Linked DNA regions of Mus musculus: regions 2 and 3 are each linked to region 1. A link is a contact called in public HiChIP or PLAC-seq data. All regions are on one chromosome and are shown on one strand. The core of a region is the stretch at or near the end of the contact, and the rest is flanking DNA. Distances in the headings are between cores, read along the strand shown. Region 1 overlaps Cdhr3 (cadherin-related family member 3). Region 2 holds the start of Efcab10 (EF-hand calcium binding domain 10). Region 3 overlaps Atxn7l1 (ataxin 7-like 1).

What was found. HiChIP or PLAC-seq counts read pairs in DNA pulled down with a chosen protein or histone mark.
Region 2: an H3K4me3 HiChIP or PLAC-seq map of forebrain shows a contact between it and region 1, with 4 times the contacts expected there. The contact joins the promoter of Efcab10 here to the enhancer-like site in region 1. A contact is called at or near these places in 12 of 39 promoter capture datasets (the 3T3-L1 cell line, 3T3-L1-derived adipocytes, the C10 cell line and 8 more), 4 of 15 datasets of contacts at CTCF or cohesin (CD8 T cells, the NIH/3T3 cell line, large pre-B cells and 1 more), 10 of 484 Hi-C or Micro-C datasets (B cells, the G1E-ER4 cell line, MC3T3-E1-derived osteoblasts and 7 more), 8 of 115 datasets of contacts at active chromatin or transcription factors (the NIH/3T3 cell line, astrocytes, embryonic basal ganglia and 5 more) and 2 of 9 other capture datasets (embryonic stem cells and macrophages).
Region 3: an H3K4me3 HiChIP or PLAC-seq map of forebrain shows a contact between it and region 1, with 4 times the contacts expected there. The contact joins two enhancer-like sites. A contact is called at or near these places in 5 of 39 promoter capture datasets (cranial neural crest, embryonic stem cells, frontonasal cranial neural crest and 2 more), 38 of 484 Hi-C or Micro-C datasets (the 63-12 cell line, the AML12 cell line, B cells and 28 more), 13 of 115 datasets of contacts at active chromatin or transcription factors (astrocytes, bone marrow-derived macrophages, craniofacial prominence and 8 more) and 4 of 9 other capture datasets (adipose tissue, embryonic stem cells, embryonic trunk and 1 more).

What each region holds. Positions count from the first base shown.
Region 1 is chr12:33,043,660-33,048,026 of GRCm38.p6, reverse strand. It overlaps Cdhr3 (cadherin-related family member 3), which reads left to right. Exons shown (of 20, transcript NM_001024478.1): 13 at 1,223-1,394; 14 at 2,784-3,028. It overlaps Gm40874 (a long non-coding RNA gene), which reads right to left. Exons shown (of 4, transcript XR_872668.3): 4 at 2,743-3,363. Among named protein-coding and RNA genes, the nearest start is that of Cdhr3, 47 kb to the left of the region's middle. Within about 2 kb of position 2,161, at least 65 of the 459 cell types and tissues checked have an H3K27ac peak or open chromatin away from gene starts, as enhancers often do. A contact at or near this core is called in cerebral cortex, cortical neurons, forebrain and 1 more, where this site is marked.
Region 2 is chr12:33,392,582-33,396,948 of GRCm38.p6, reverse strand. Efcab10 (EF-hand calcium binding domain 10) reads right to left here and starts at 2,095. Exons shown (of 4, transcript NM_029152.1): 1 at 1,751-2,095. The coding sequence starts at 1,859. It overlaps Atxn7l1os2 (ataxin 7-like 1, opposite strand 2), which reads left to right and starts at 2,189. Exons shown (of 4, transcript NR_131031.1): 1 at 2,189-2,252.
Region 3 is chr12:33,342,939-33,347,305 of GRCm38.p6, reverse strand. Atxn7l1 (ataxin 7-like 1) reads right to left here. Exons shown (of 11, transcript NM_001374022.1): 6 at 2,334-2,416; 7 at 1,218-1,468. Among named protein-coding and RNA genes, the nearest start is that of Atxn7l1os2, 50 kb to the left of the region's middle. Within about 2 kb of position 2,030, at least 57 of the 459 cell types and tissues checked have an H3K27ac peak or open chromatin away from gene starts, as enhancers often do. A contact at or near this core is called in cerebral cortex, cortical neurons and forebrain, where this site is marked.

The DNA.
Region 1 (4,367 bases), core at 912-3,411:
GGTGATCTAAGAGCTATGTGATGGCCATAAAGATCCATTAGTGAAGGGAAAAGGTATGTGGGGGGCAACCTAGCTGGCAGCCTGTGTGGGAGGGACAGCAATGGGCTTGCATCGAGGAGGGTGAATTCATTCCTTAGTCATGCTCCCAATTTTCTGAGAGGGTATGGACAAGATTTATCTCTGTGACCCTATTTCTATGGAAAGTCATGTGAGTAATGAGGGCCGGGTAGTTCGGTTCCTCTGGCGACCTGTGTTGAGTTAATGGGATGGTGTGCTCAGAGATTCAGGAGGCTCAATATTCCTATCCAGGGAAAGTTGGAATTGATTGCTGTGTTTGCTAGGGTGCCTGTGTTTCTTTTTTTTAAAGACAGAAATGTATGGACTCCAGTCTGGAAGCTAACTAGAGTGAATATTTCAATTTACTCCCAGTATTAGAAATAGCTGAAATCCCTCCATTTCAAAAGGAGAATGAATATGACTCAAAATTCATAAGCCTTTAAATAGCATGATGAGCCAAAATGATCACATAGGACTGAAAATGTGGGGTCCTCTGCTGGCCGGTGTTCCAGTCAGTTCACCAGACCTGAGGCCCAGCAATGAGAGATCTACATGCCTGCTTGTGGCATGCCAGCTGGGGACTCAGTGTAGGTCTGTCAGCCCAGGCTGCAGGTGAGACCGTGGCAAAAGCAGGAGGCCAGGCTGCGTGGCACAGTCAACTGCAGAACATAACAGATACTGCCTGGGCCCCACCCTCCAGGGACCCACAGAGAGAGAGCTGCACATGCATATACGCAGCAAAGAAGCTAACAGCAAAGGATTTGAATCAAGACAAAACCACACTAAAATCTTAGCTCAGCCTCTCACTATTTATTTGAATGGTTCTTTGTCAATTACTTACTGTCTCTGAGTTCCCTTTTTTCTCATCTGTAGACAAGAGCTATCATGTTCTCTCTAACACATGAGGTTAAATCAATGAATTCATGCAAATTCCATATCCCACGCAGTGAATGCTCGATGCATTTTAGCTCTTAAGGCTTGGGCTGATGAAACGGCTCAGCAAATAAAGGTGATTGCTGCCAAGCCTGAAAACTTGAGTTTGATCACTGGGGGCCACATCGTGATAGGAAAGAATGTCCAACCACAAGTTGACCTCTGCACCCCTATCTCTACACACACCGACTAGCATGTAATAATATTCTAAACCACCTTCCTGCTGTTCTAGGTTACTGTGAACATCCTTGGAGAAAATGATGAAAAGCCAGTATGTACTCCAAATTTTTACTTCATGGCCATCCCAGTGGATCTAAAAGTTGGCACAAACATTCAGAATTTCAAGCTGACGTGCACTGACCTTGATTCTAGCCCCAGTTCTTTTCGATACTCCATTGGCTCAGGTACTGGGCTCAGTATCAACAATCCTGGGCCATTCGGGAAGGAACAAGGCAGCGGGTCTTAGATTATACACTGCGGTGGGCACAGTGCTGGGGAGGGCATATTTTACATGAAGAATCCAAGCTTCCCTGTGCTTCCCAGCGCTGTCAGCTTCTCTGTCTCATCTAGTCTATCCGGATATTCCACAACCAGACTCACCCCCACACGGTGTTGCAAAGCCCCAGGAAGGATGAATCCTTTTAATAGAATGCTCTCCCCAAATTCCCAGAATATATTGAATATAATATTTTTTTATTTCCTCTCTTCAGCTACCTCTTTTCCTGGAAAAGTGCTGTGGGGGGAAGGGACTCCCAGGCCTCTCTGGGGATAAGAATAGATTAAATAGATTAAATGCGTTCTGAAACATGTCCTCAGCAACACTTCTCCACTCCATTCATTCTCTCTCTTTAAAAATATGCCACCATGGGAAGGAGGGGGGGAAGAGCACCCCTCAATGGAAATGAGACCAAAATAGCTCCTCTAATGAAGTGCCGGGGCCAGAGATTTAAACCCCAATAAGCAGAGCAATTCCACATGAAAGACTCAAAATCCGCCTCTGCCGCCCGCTGAGCCTGGCAAAGCAGTGGGAAACCTCTGAGCCTGGTGTGCCACAAAACCCAGGGGCAGACAGCGCCTGGAGACCTCAGCTGCCTGCTGAGGGTGGAGCTAATCCACACTGAGTGTCCCGAGGACTTTACCGAGCCTTGCGCTGCTGAGGAAGTAAAAATTGCATCATCTGCTCCATTTCCTGATTTTTCAGCCTGTAATGACTCTGGAGACACTGGAGGATGAGCAAGAGCCATGCTTGGGCTGGCGTTCTTCTTGCCCTGGGCACCTTCAAGTTGTGGGTCCCAACAGAGCTGTGTGCATGTGTGTGTGTGTGTGTGAGTGTGTGTGTGTGCACGCGCACGCGAGTGCATGCGTGTGTACGTGTGTGTAGGAAGCAGGTGGGGTGAATTCACAAGAACCTGGACCTGACTCCTTGTGATATCAGGAGGTGCTTTCCTTTAGAGGACTTCAGGACCCTTGACACCAGGATGGCCAGACAGGCTCCACACAGGCATAAGGCGAGCATGGTCCATGGTTAGGGGTATGGCTCAATCTGCTGTCTTGCTGCCCACACACCAGGATAATTAACTCTCTCCCTGGAGGCTCTAAGATAGGGGCACTGTGGCCTCTTATCCAATATATCCTCACTTGCAGGGTATCACAGACCCAACCCTGCTACATATATAAAAAAATTAAAGTGTAGACATTTAAGGGAATAAAAACAAATGCAGTTTTCTTCTGTATCTTTATTTTATCCTCTTTTCTACTCTTTTACCAACATTCATGGGTCAAATCTCTTTTAGGCAACATCAACAATCATTTCACCTTCTCTCCCAATGCCGGCTCCAACATCACGCGCCTGCTGCTGGCTTCCCGCTTTGACTACAGCAGCCTCGATACCGTCTGGGACTACCAGCTGCTTGTCCACATTACTGATGACAACTTGCTGTCTGGCAGCACAAAAGCCAAGGCTCTTGTTGAAACAGGGACAGTGACTCTGAGTGTTAAAGTCATTCCTCACCCAACCACAACCATCACAACTCCCAGGGTAAGGATCTGGGACCTGGAATCTGCAGCCAAAAGTCCTTAGGATGTATAGCAGTGGAACCCTTTGACCCAGAAGCGTGAGGCAGACAGAAAAACAAAACAAGACAAACAAACAAAACGTTGAGGCATGTGTTTGGAAGGGCCATGGATTAGCTGATGGGAATCTGTGTAAGAGCTCGGACTCAGAGCCACTGACTTCTCACAGGAAAGAAAAATGTGAGCTGTGGTGGTGGCACACGCCTTTAACCTTAGCCCTCAGGAAGCAGAGGTGGGTGGATCTCTGTGAGTTTGAACCTGCCTGGGCTTCAGAGGAAGTTTCAGGATAGTCAAAGATACCTAAAAAGAAAATAAAGAGAGGGGTGGGCAAGAAAAAGCAAAAGAGGAAGAAGCATGTTTCTATGTGAGGATATGTTTCAGAGCAAAGGTTGTCCACTGTGGTAGACTGCACCACTGTGGGAACGCTCTCACAGTGTAGGGGGGTAAGGAGAGGTGAGGAACTTAAATTAGAAAATGTTACTTTCACTCATAGAATTTGAATGGGCCTGTAGCAAGGGAGGGCATCAGGACAGAGAGGGTGCATTTTTTTCCTCCTCCTGTATCCCCCCCATCCTTTTCCTTCTCCCCTTCCCCTCCCCCCTCCCTGACATCCCCCTCCGGTTAGAAAATGGCCTATGAATGACTCTGCTTCTCAGAGTCTTGCCAATGGCTGGCAACGTTCACCTCTCCTTTTTTGCAGTCACTAGACCCCAATAGCAGGGTGGTGATGGCATGCAGCTTGAATCCCAGCAGGCAGAGGCAGGCGGATCTCCAAGTCTGAGGCTAGCCTGGTCTACAGAGTGAGTTTCAGAACAGCCAGGCCTACACAGAGAAAACCTGTCTGAACACACACACACACACACACACACACACACACACACACACACACACACAACCAGACAAACAGAAAGCAAAAGGAAAAAGAAAAAAAAAGTAGACCTCAGTGAGTAGAGAGCAGGGTAGTCCGTTGGCTTTCTTTTGCATAGCAGGGACCAGCCTGACAGAGAACCCGGAAAGAAGGAAGCATTGACTTTGGTTCATAATTTTAGGAGGCTCGCAGCCATGGTTGCTTTGCCATGGACACTTGGGCAAAGCATCATAGCAGCAGGAGATGTGGTGGAGGAGCCCCCTCACCTCATGGTCACAAGAAGCAGCAAGCTGGGAGGAGCCAGGAAGCAGGTCTAGCCTGCGCAGGTGCACACTCAGCAAGGGTGCCTGTGGCTAGGCCCCGCCCCCTAAACTGGGGGGAGGGGCTTCATTTTTAATGTATTGAATTGCAGGTTTCTTTATATTTTGTTTATGCT
Region 2 (4,367 bases), core at 846-3,345, 350 kb before region 1:
AAATCATAATGGTCATTATTTGAAGTGTATGTCTCTGTCTTAGTTACTTTTCTGATGCTATGTTAAAATACTCTGGCAAAAGTAACTTAAGGGAGGAGGGTTTATTTTGCATCACAGTATGGGAGTTAAAAATCCATCAAGGCAGTAAAAGTCCCAGAGCAGAACACAGAGAGGTGATGCTTCTGCTCAGCTTGCTTTTCTGCTTTTTATATCTCCAAGATCCTCATCCTGAGAATGCTGCAGCCTGATGGAAATGCTTCCCCCTCAGTCCAGACATAACCACAGACGTGGCCAGGGCCCCATCTCCCAGATGAGTCTAGACTTCATTACTTTGACAATGAAGAGAAAGAGAAAGAGAAAAAGGAAATATAATCTAAGCAAAATATATATGTATATTAAACACTGGCTGTTCTGAACATTAGATGTGCTAAATTTGTGTTTTAAATTTAATGGTAGGCTGGTGAGATGGCTTAGTGGGTAAGAGCACCCGACTGCTCTTCTGAAGGTCCGGAGTTCAAATCCCAGCAACCACATGGTGGCTCACAACCATCTGTAACAAGATCTGACTCCCTCTTCTGGAGTGTCTCAAGACAGCTACAGTGTACTTACATATAATAAATAAATAAATACATCTTTTTAAAAAAATGTAATGGTTAGCAGTTAAGAGCAAGGATCTGATTCAGGTCCCAGCACTCATATTGTGCCTCAGACCATGGGCAGCTCTAGTTCAGGGGATGTGACACTTATCTTCTAACCGCTTCAGGGACCAGGCACACAGGCATGCAGGCACGCCCATGATACACAGCCAGATATGCAGGCAAAACACCTATACACGTTTAAATGAATACATTTTAAAAAATACAATAAAATATTTCAAAATATTTTTCTCATCCCCTAAGTGGTTATACTGTTTTTCGGGTTTTGTTGTTGTTGTTGTTGTTATTGTTGTTTGGTTTGGTTTTTTGTTTGTTTTGTTTTTCTGCGTTGGAATGGTATTTCTGCTTCCTTTCCAGAGAAGTAAATGAACATTTTGTAATTTTGGAGACTTATCATGAAGGCCGGCAGGCTCAATTCACCCTGGGAGGATGCAATCTTGTCATCATCTCAAATGTAACGTCTTACCATGCACCAATAACAATTATGGAATAACCCAAACTTTGAAGGAGTCTAATCTATAAAAATGCCAGGAAAAAACCCTAGCTCCCCAGGAGGATCCTGGCAGCTCACACTAACCATTGTTTATCTCCCTTAATAAATCAGAGACTCCTTAGAATTGAATTGAAAAGATCTATTGCTTGCCTGGCCAAGGCTGATATAGCTATAATTTATGTGAACCCCCCTCCCGCCCCCCGTCCCCGGTGTTCGCTCTGTCCCCATTAGATCTGTACTATTATCTCCATTTTCCCATGGAAGAGACAGACATTCAGCCTTGCTTCAAGCACTCATAACTATAAGGGGTGGACCTGGAGCTAGGCAGTCCCCAGACTCTGCCACTCGCAGACTCTGCCAGCCTCCCTACCATTCCTTGCGGCACCAAGAGGACATTTATCACGTTTGACTCAGAGCTGGGGATATGCGTGGAGGGTGAGGGGCTCATAGAGCCTTCGAACTCCGGCAGGGCTCCTCCACTCGTGGGGAAGCAGGGAATGGAGCGAGTGAAGAGGGCTGGCTATAGGGAGGGAAGCGGCGTGCTGGTGACCCTTTGATGGGGGAGAGAGAGTCAGAAAGCCAATGGAGACAAGACCCTTACTTGGTCGGGCAAAGAGGAGGAAGCTAGTAAGTTGATTCAGCAATTCCATGATCCGATGTCTTTCTAAATACAGCTTGGCCTGAAGCTCCCGGTCAGCCACAGGCTCCATGTTTCCTAGCTGAGCCGTTGCTAGGCGACCAGGCAGCCTCCAGGGGGCCCAACTCCGCCCCTTTCGTGCTCATTCACGTGAAACACCTCACCTTCCCCAGCCCCACTCCTCTTCCCTCCCAGGTACCAGGACAACCCCCTTCCACACCCCTGAGGAAGAAGCAGGGGTGTGGCGGGCAGTCTGTGACACCAGCTTGTGATGCAGTTGCCAACACAGAGGCTGAGCTTGTTTGGTCCGGGTTCCTGCTTCCTGTACTTGTTTGTTCCAGAATGAGGTTTTAATGATGGGAACCTAGGATTTATCAATGAGAAAAGAACGTTAGCAGTTCTAAGAATCCTAAATAGCATTTTCTGGGTGAGCAGCCCTCAGGGTTGCCCTGGCAGGAGGTCTCAGGTATGGATATTGAGCTTGGGTGTTTTCTGCTGAACTACACTCGGTAATGATTCTCCACTTTCAACTCTTTTAACACATTTCCTGTGCAACCCTGTATAAAATAGATATATAATTTAAAGAAAGTTCTTTGAAGTCAGGTGCAATGATGCATGCCTGTCTATAGTACCAGCACTTGGGGGTGGAAGATTAAGGGTTCAATGGCATCCTTGGCTACAAACAGAAGTGAAGAACATCCTGGGATATATAGCCCTGTCTCAGAAAACCAAAACAAACTAAATCAAAGCAAAACGTTTTGCTTTGTAAACATCATTAACAATAAAAGCAAATTTGTGTACCAATGTGCACGTAGGTGCTTGCTTATTTTAAGGAATTAAACGCCAGCTGAATACTTGATACTGCAAAGCACAGAGCATCTTCAACGTTTTTTCAAAGTTGGCTGGTATTTTGAGTTTATAATTGTCAAGGCCAAAAACGCTACATAACAGAAATACATAATACAAATTGGCTGATGTATATTTAGGGACAGGCCAGTAATTCTTGGAAATTATCTTTTCCCCAAGTCAAAAACATACTTTAATGATTTTATTTTATTCTTCTTATGCCATTCACGGCAACAAACCAAACATCTGCGACTAGGTCATAGCTCAATGGTATAGCACTTGACTAGAATATCCAGACTGGAGGTTAGATCTCCCGCTTTGCCATAACAATACTCCCAAAATCTAAATGAACAAGAAAAAAAAGACCCTATTTAAAATGGCCAGAGGGGCATAGATGAGTTCAGTGTGAGGGAGGCTCTAGATTTAATCCCGGCAACCTCAAACAAAACATTAACTCATAAATTATAGCAGGATATAAATATGAACACCTGTAATCCCAGGATGAGGAGGGAGGGCAGAGGCAGTTCAGTAAAATAAATTAATGAACAAATTAATCCTTTGAATACAGTCTAATACACAGATTTCATGCATGCTGATGAATGACAGTGGGAAAATATTAAAAGTATTTGTTTTCTGTAATTAAGCCATTATATGTCTATACAAGAAAAATTTGCATATACAGCAAAAACAGTGCAGTTCGTTACATGCAATAGGCTCAAGGCTGGGCTTAGACAGTAAGTGTCTTTAAGACTACCTGGTGGCCCTCTTCACCTGACATTTCCTTAGGCCCAACCAGGCTATTGCGCCCCTTCCTGCCCTCCTTTCCTGTCTTTCCTTAGAACTACCTGTAATCGCACAGCTCCTCTAGACCCTCTTGGCTTTGGCAACCCCATTCCCCACCCCTTTCCTCTGGAACACACACACATGAGGTTGGGGTGGGGAGGGGAAGGGGGAGAGGGGGAGAGGGAGGGGGAGGAGGAGGAGGGAGAGAGAGAGAGAGAGAGAGAGAGAGAGAGAGAGAGAGAGAACTCAGTTTTTATCTTTACCTTCTGGTATCTACAAAAGTCCTGGTATCAGTCTCTCCTCCAGCTTAGCCAGGCTGAGCCCCAGAGCCCTGTAGAGTGCGGTGCTAACCCACTGAATGGCTTGGTCCTCTTCTAGTCCTCCCTGAGTCCTGGGAACGCAGGGGACTACAAGCCATGTGGGTCTCCTCATTCTCATGGATCATCAGCTGACTCAATGCTCAAGGTCAATAGGAGCAGAAACACTGAGCAGGGGGTTGAGAAGCCCTGTGAGCACGACAGTGAATGCCCACACAGGGACTGCTGGTCAGTAGACAGATCAACTTTGCTTATGGTGAATGAAGGCTTATAAGGTTTTTGGGGACTGAGGGTAAGGGCATCCAGGATGGGCAAAGGTCACGGGCTGGGGACTTAGGGTACCTGGCATACCTCATTAGCATGGGGAAGCATTTCAAGAATCTCAGGGGCTAACTGAACAGGTTTTGTTCAGAGAAAGGAAATTGATAAACTAGGAACAAATAGAGACTGTGTGACAGTCCTCAAGTAGAGATGATTTTGGGGGCTTAGAATTCCCGGGACAAGGCAAGAGAAGGAGGAACCCTGTTAACATGGGTAGTCCTCCACTACATGCCAGGCCCCAAAAGGTTATCTAGTCAACGGTAGATTTCTACCTAATTAGCAGTTTTCCCCCAAGGCTGTAGGTGACATTTTCC
Region 3 (4,367 bases), core at 781-3,280, 300 kb before region 1:
AAAGGGGGTTGCAACAACACACATGTGTCCAGCGATGGAAAGGTGGGTTGCAACAGCACACGTGCCTACAGGGATGGAAAGGTGTGACGGTGGCCGTTATCCCAGGACCTTATACTAACAGGTATGGCTCTCTGCTCCTGAGCGCCTGAGGCTGAACTTGACTCTAACCACAGCTGGATTCTGCTGTGGGACTGGAACCACTTTGCCTCAAACTGCAACAGGTAGAGGATCATGAGCAACTGCTACCAAACAGACTTTTGCTTTAAAAGCCAACAACTCCCTGCTCTTTTCTATAGATAGTCTCTCAAAGCTGGTTTGCTGGTTGAACAATGACCCTCTGGGACCCATCCATGCATTAAAAAAAAAAATCAGATAATACCAATATTTATACTTGCTGGATTTTATTATCTCCTTAATATGCCGAGTATGGACATTTGAATCTTCTCTGGTTTCCGAACTCTAGATTTTTGGAAAGCAGAGGCCGGTTGCATTTTTTCCTCTGCCCTTGCCTGACAGCGCCTTGCATCTGGAGCAAGCCCTTCATAACACTTTGGTATGCGTATGGTTTGTTCAACTCCTGTTACCTGGAAATTGGTCTCCTGCCCACCAAAACAAACATTCACAGATCTTAAAGTGTTTTTTTTTTTTTTAATCCAAATGGATTGTAATTCTGTTTCGTGGTTTTTTTCCTTCGCATTCAGTGCAACCAAATAAAACCCCAAACAGGTGGGTTGCCGTCAACAGCACCAGCGTGCCCTTCATCCTGACCATAGGGAAGTGGTGGAAATAAGTCATAAGACCATGTGACAAGTGACAAGAGGTCCCCGGGAGCTTATAAGATATTCTAACTACTTATCTACCCAGGCTTTCCCTTTCTGCCCCAGGAGTCTCCAAATAACATAAAACGCAGGCAGCCTGGAAGTCGCCTGGTGGTTGAAGTGCCAATCTTCCAGCGTTTATTTCCAGCCCACTCTGGCTCTGTAAAAACACACAGTCTGATAAAAAGGTCTGCTAGGAAGGCTGACGACTACACCATGTGGCAGGCATCGGGGCTGAGCCCCTTAGGCGCAGGATCGTATTTAAACTTCACAGAGCCTTAGAAGGTTGGGGTAAAATATCTCCTCAAAGAACCGGCAGGCCACACACAAAACAGCTGGCAAGGAAGAGGGCCTGGACTGAGGGGGGCTGGGGCTGCTTCGAGGCCCATGCCGACTTACCTGGGAAGTACAGAGTTGAGTGGCCTGGATTTTGGTGGGGATGCTACTTTCGGCTCTGCCACCGTGCTCCCGGAAGATGCTTGCGGAGCATCAGGCGAGGGTCCAGGAGGGTTCGGAAGTATCTCCCTAGCGGAAGTCAGAAGGTGCTCTTTCACTTCTTTCTCCCGGGACTTGGCTTTGTGCTCCGCCAGGAGGAGGTCAAATTGCTTTTTCCGGCCTGGGACTGCTCTCCGATGGCTCAGCGAGTGTGTCTAAGGAGAAGAGACATGAGCAGCACAGCCTCTTTGATCAGCACATACACCTGCTTCCCCACGGCCTGCATTTCCGAAATTGCAACCATAGGCATTTAAAGGTGCTTGAAAAAGTCAACTTCAAGACAACAGCTCCTGTTCTGAGGCTGGGAAGAGGCAGAGACCGCTCGAATGCAACCATGCCCTACACTCCAGGTGTCAAGAAGCCAAGGCTTCCTCCAGACAAATGGCATGAGATAGCTTCTGTGCAGAACCCAGGACAGCCTCGGATGAAAGTCACCCGCGAGGGAAAGCTAAAGTCAATCCAGATGTGGGTAGGAGGCTCCAGTTGGCCCATGCATTCAGGGCCACCAGGCAGAGAGGGCAGAGCCTGGGTCCAAAGAGGCACTAGAAGGACAGGAGGAAACCTGGGGCTTGAGGCTACCCCGTAGCGGTGGCCTGGGGTCCGCCTGTCCCCTGGTCACCCCGAGTAGCTAGATCAGAGCGCAGTATCTCATCCTCCCCTCCGGGCTGCCTTTCTGGGCGCTGCCGCCGCCGCCGCCGCTCCTGCATACATTAAAACGTAGCAGGCTTTAGAACCGCCTGTGAGTGCCTATAAATACAATTTACTGTCTGGCCTCCCAAGTAACACGGGAAGCCTAGGGTGTTTTTTTTTCCCTCTCTCTCTCTTCCCCTTAAAAAGCCAGACAGATTGAGGCAGGCACTATGCTACCGTGGACAGAGAAGAAAGCCATTTCCCTTACAAAGAACAGCTGGAGGTCATGTCGAGGTTCCACACCCTGCCGTGTGCAGAGAGTGGCATGCAAACATTTCGACAAAGGCCCCAGCAAGAGCAGGAAGTATTTTTTTATGGAAAGAGAAATACCTTGCAGGTGAGGGATCTTGTGCAAGGTTTCTTTGTCTCGGGATCCAATACTCCACAGTGTTTATTTGGGTCAAATTCTCTCTCTGGTTTAAGAAACAAACAAAAATGTAAGAAAAAAAAGGAGACTAAATAGGATTTGGCATTAAGACTACATTTTTTTTTTAAATGCACATATCCACCAACAAGTGTGACGTTGTCAGGCGATTTTTTTTTTCTTCTTCTTCTTTTTCTCTTCCCCCAACCAGCTGCTAAAATGTTTCGAGAACCACTCGGGGAAATCAATGCTGCACTCTGAACCCAGACTTTCTGAGTCTGATTCAGGGCGGCATAGGGGACAGGGTGAGAGCAGAGGGCAGGACAGTAGGACCATGCAGTTTGCAAATACTTTATTTTATTTAAAATAGTCCCACAGGTCCTTGGTGCTCTGGGCATAGTGGCTGCAGAGCAGAAAGCGCCACTGGAGTCCTAAGGATGCCTGCTTTCTTTGACGGCTGCCTGGAGAAATCCATTCATGTCCCCAGCCCCACCTCTGCCTTCCTGGTTTATCCATTTAAGTGGGAGCATGTTCACTGACTTGTCAGGGTGGCCTTTCCTATGCTTTACGAAGCCCTTGGTGAAGGCTTTCCACGCAGCCTCATAGATAAGTCATTTCCCTGACCTGGAATTGGCAGTGCCTCCGGCAGGGGCAGGAAAAAGCGTGGCTGTACTCCTCTGTGGGGCTGAACTTGAAGGCACAAGGAACACAGGCTGCTAACCTTACACCTCACTTTGCCTGTAGCCCCGGTCCAGACGCTCCACAGGAGGATCAGACAGGACACACTGGCTTGGGAGATGAAGGATGACTGAGGGAAGGAGAGCTTTCTCCACTTCCTCCTCACTGCCTGAGTGTTGATTGCTTCCAGGGAAGTGACTGCTAACTGTCCTTCTGATGCCTCCAGCCTCTTCATCTCTTTGGGAATTACTCAAAATGCTTAACCACACCTGCACAGTACGGGAATGTGTGGCAACCTTTCAGGGAGCCCCGGGCTTCTGAAGCTCAGTGCTGTCTCTGGTAGGCACCAGCAGACACCTGAGTCCTGCAGAGCAGATATTCCCACAGCTCTCTGGGCATGAAGGGTGGCAATGTTTAATGGTGAAGAGGGGGTGATTAGGAAGGGTGCCAGGTCTCTAGAAATGTGAGGTGTCTGTAAGGGCCTTGACGGCAGCAAACTGAAGAGAGTTCCTAGGCCAGAAACTGTCAGCATTTGCTGGTGTAAACTCAAAGCATAATAAATAAATGTTCTACATTCAAGTCTGGGGGATCAGGAGGATGTTGCAAAGGAAGCTGGGATGCTGTGTACAAGCTGTCCTCCCACCAGGGCCATCAAAATGCCCCCTTCCTTCCTCCGCAGAGAGTTCTGTCCAGCAGGCAGTGAGTGAGTGGGTGTCAGGCCTGCGGTTGAGGTCTTTCAGTTGGGTCTACTGGAGTTAGGCCTGTGCCCAGACACTCGCCAGCCCCTCAGGTTGGAACTGAATGGGGTTTTGACTAGGGGCAGGAGTTGGCTGTTGAAGGTGTGAGAGAGGTAGAAACCAGCAAAGGACCCATTGAGACAAGATAACCCACAAAACACAAATTCCCCCCCCCACCACACTTCAGTTTAAGGTATAGGCTGGAAGAAGCCACGGTATTATTATTGCAGCGAACTCACAGCCTCTGTGCACTTCCCAGGCTGACCCCCTCCTCCCTACACACCCTGGGATGGACACACTCCAGGCTGACCCCCTCCCCCCTACACACCCTGGGATGGACATATTCCATAACATGAAGCCTCATCACGTTCTCCCTTTACTGCCATTGTGGACGTACAGGCCATGGAGAGAGGTGTGGGGCTGTTTCGTTTAAATGCTTTTGGGTAGGCCCAAGTACTTTTAAATATAATTTTTAAATACAAATATAAGGCAAAAATCCAATTAAATATGAAGTAGAATAAAAAAAAATTACTCACACCATGGGTGCTTACAAACCATGCCTGAAGCAAAAGATAAATCCCCCCC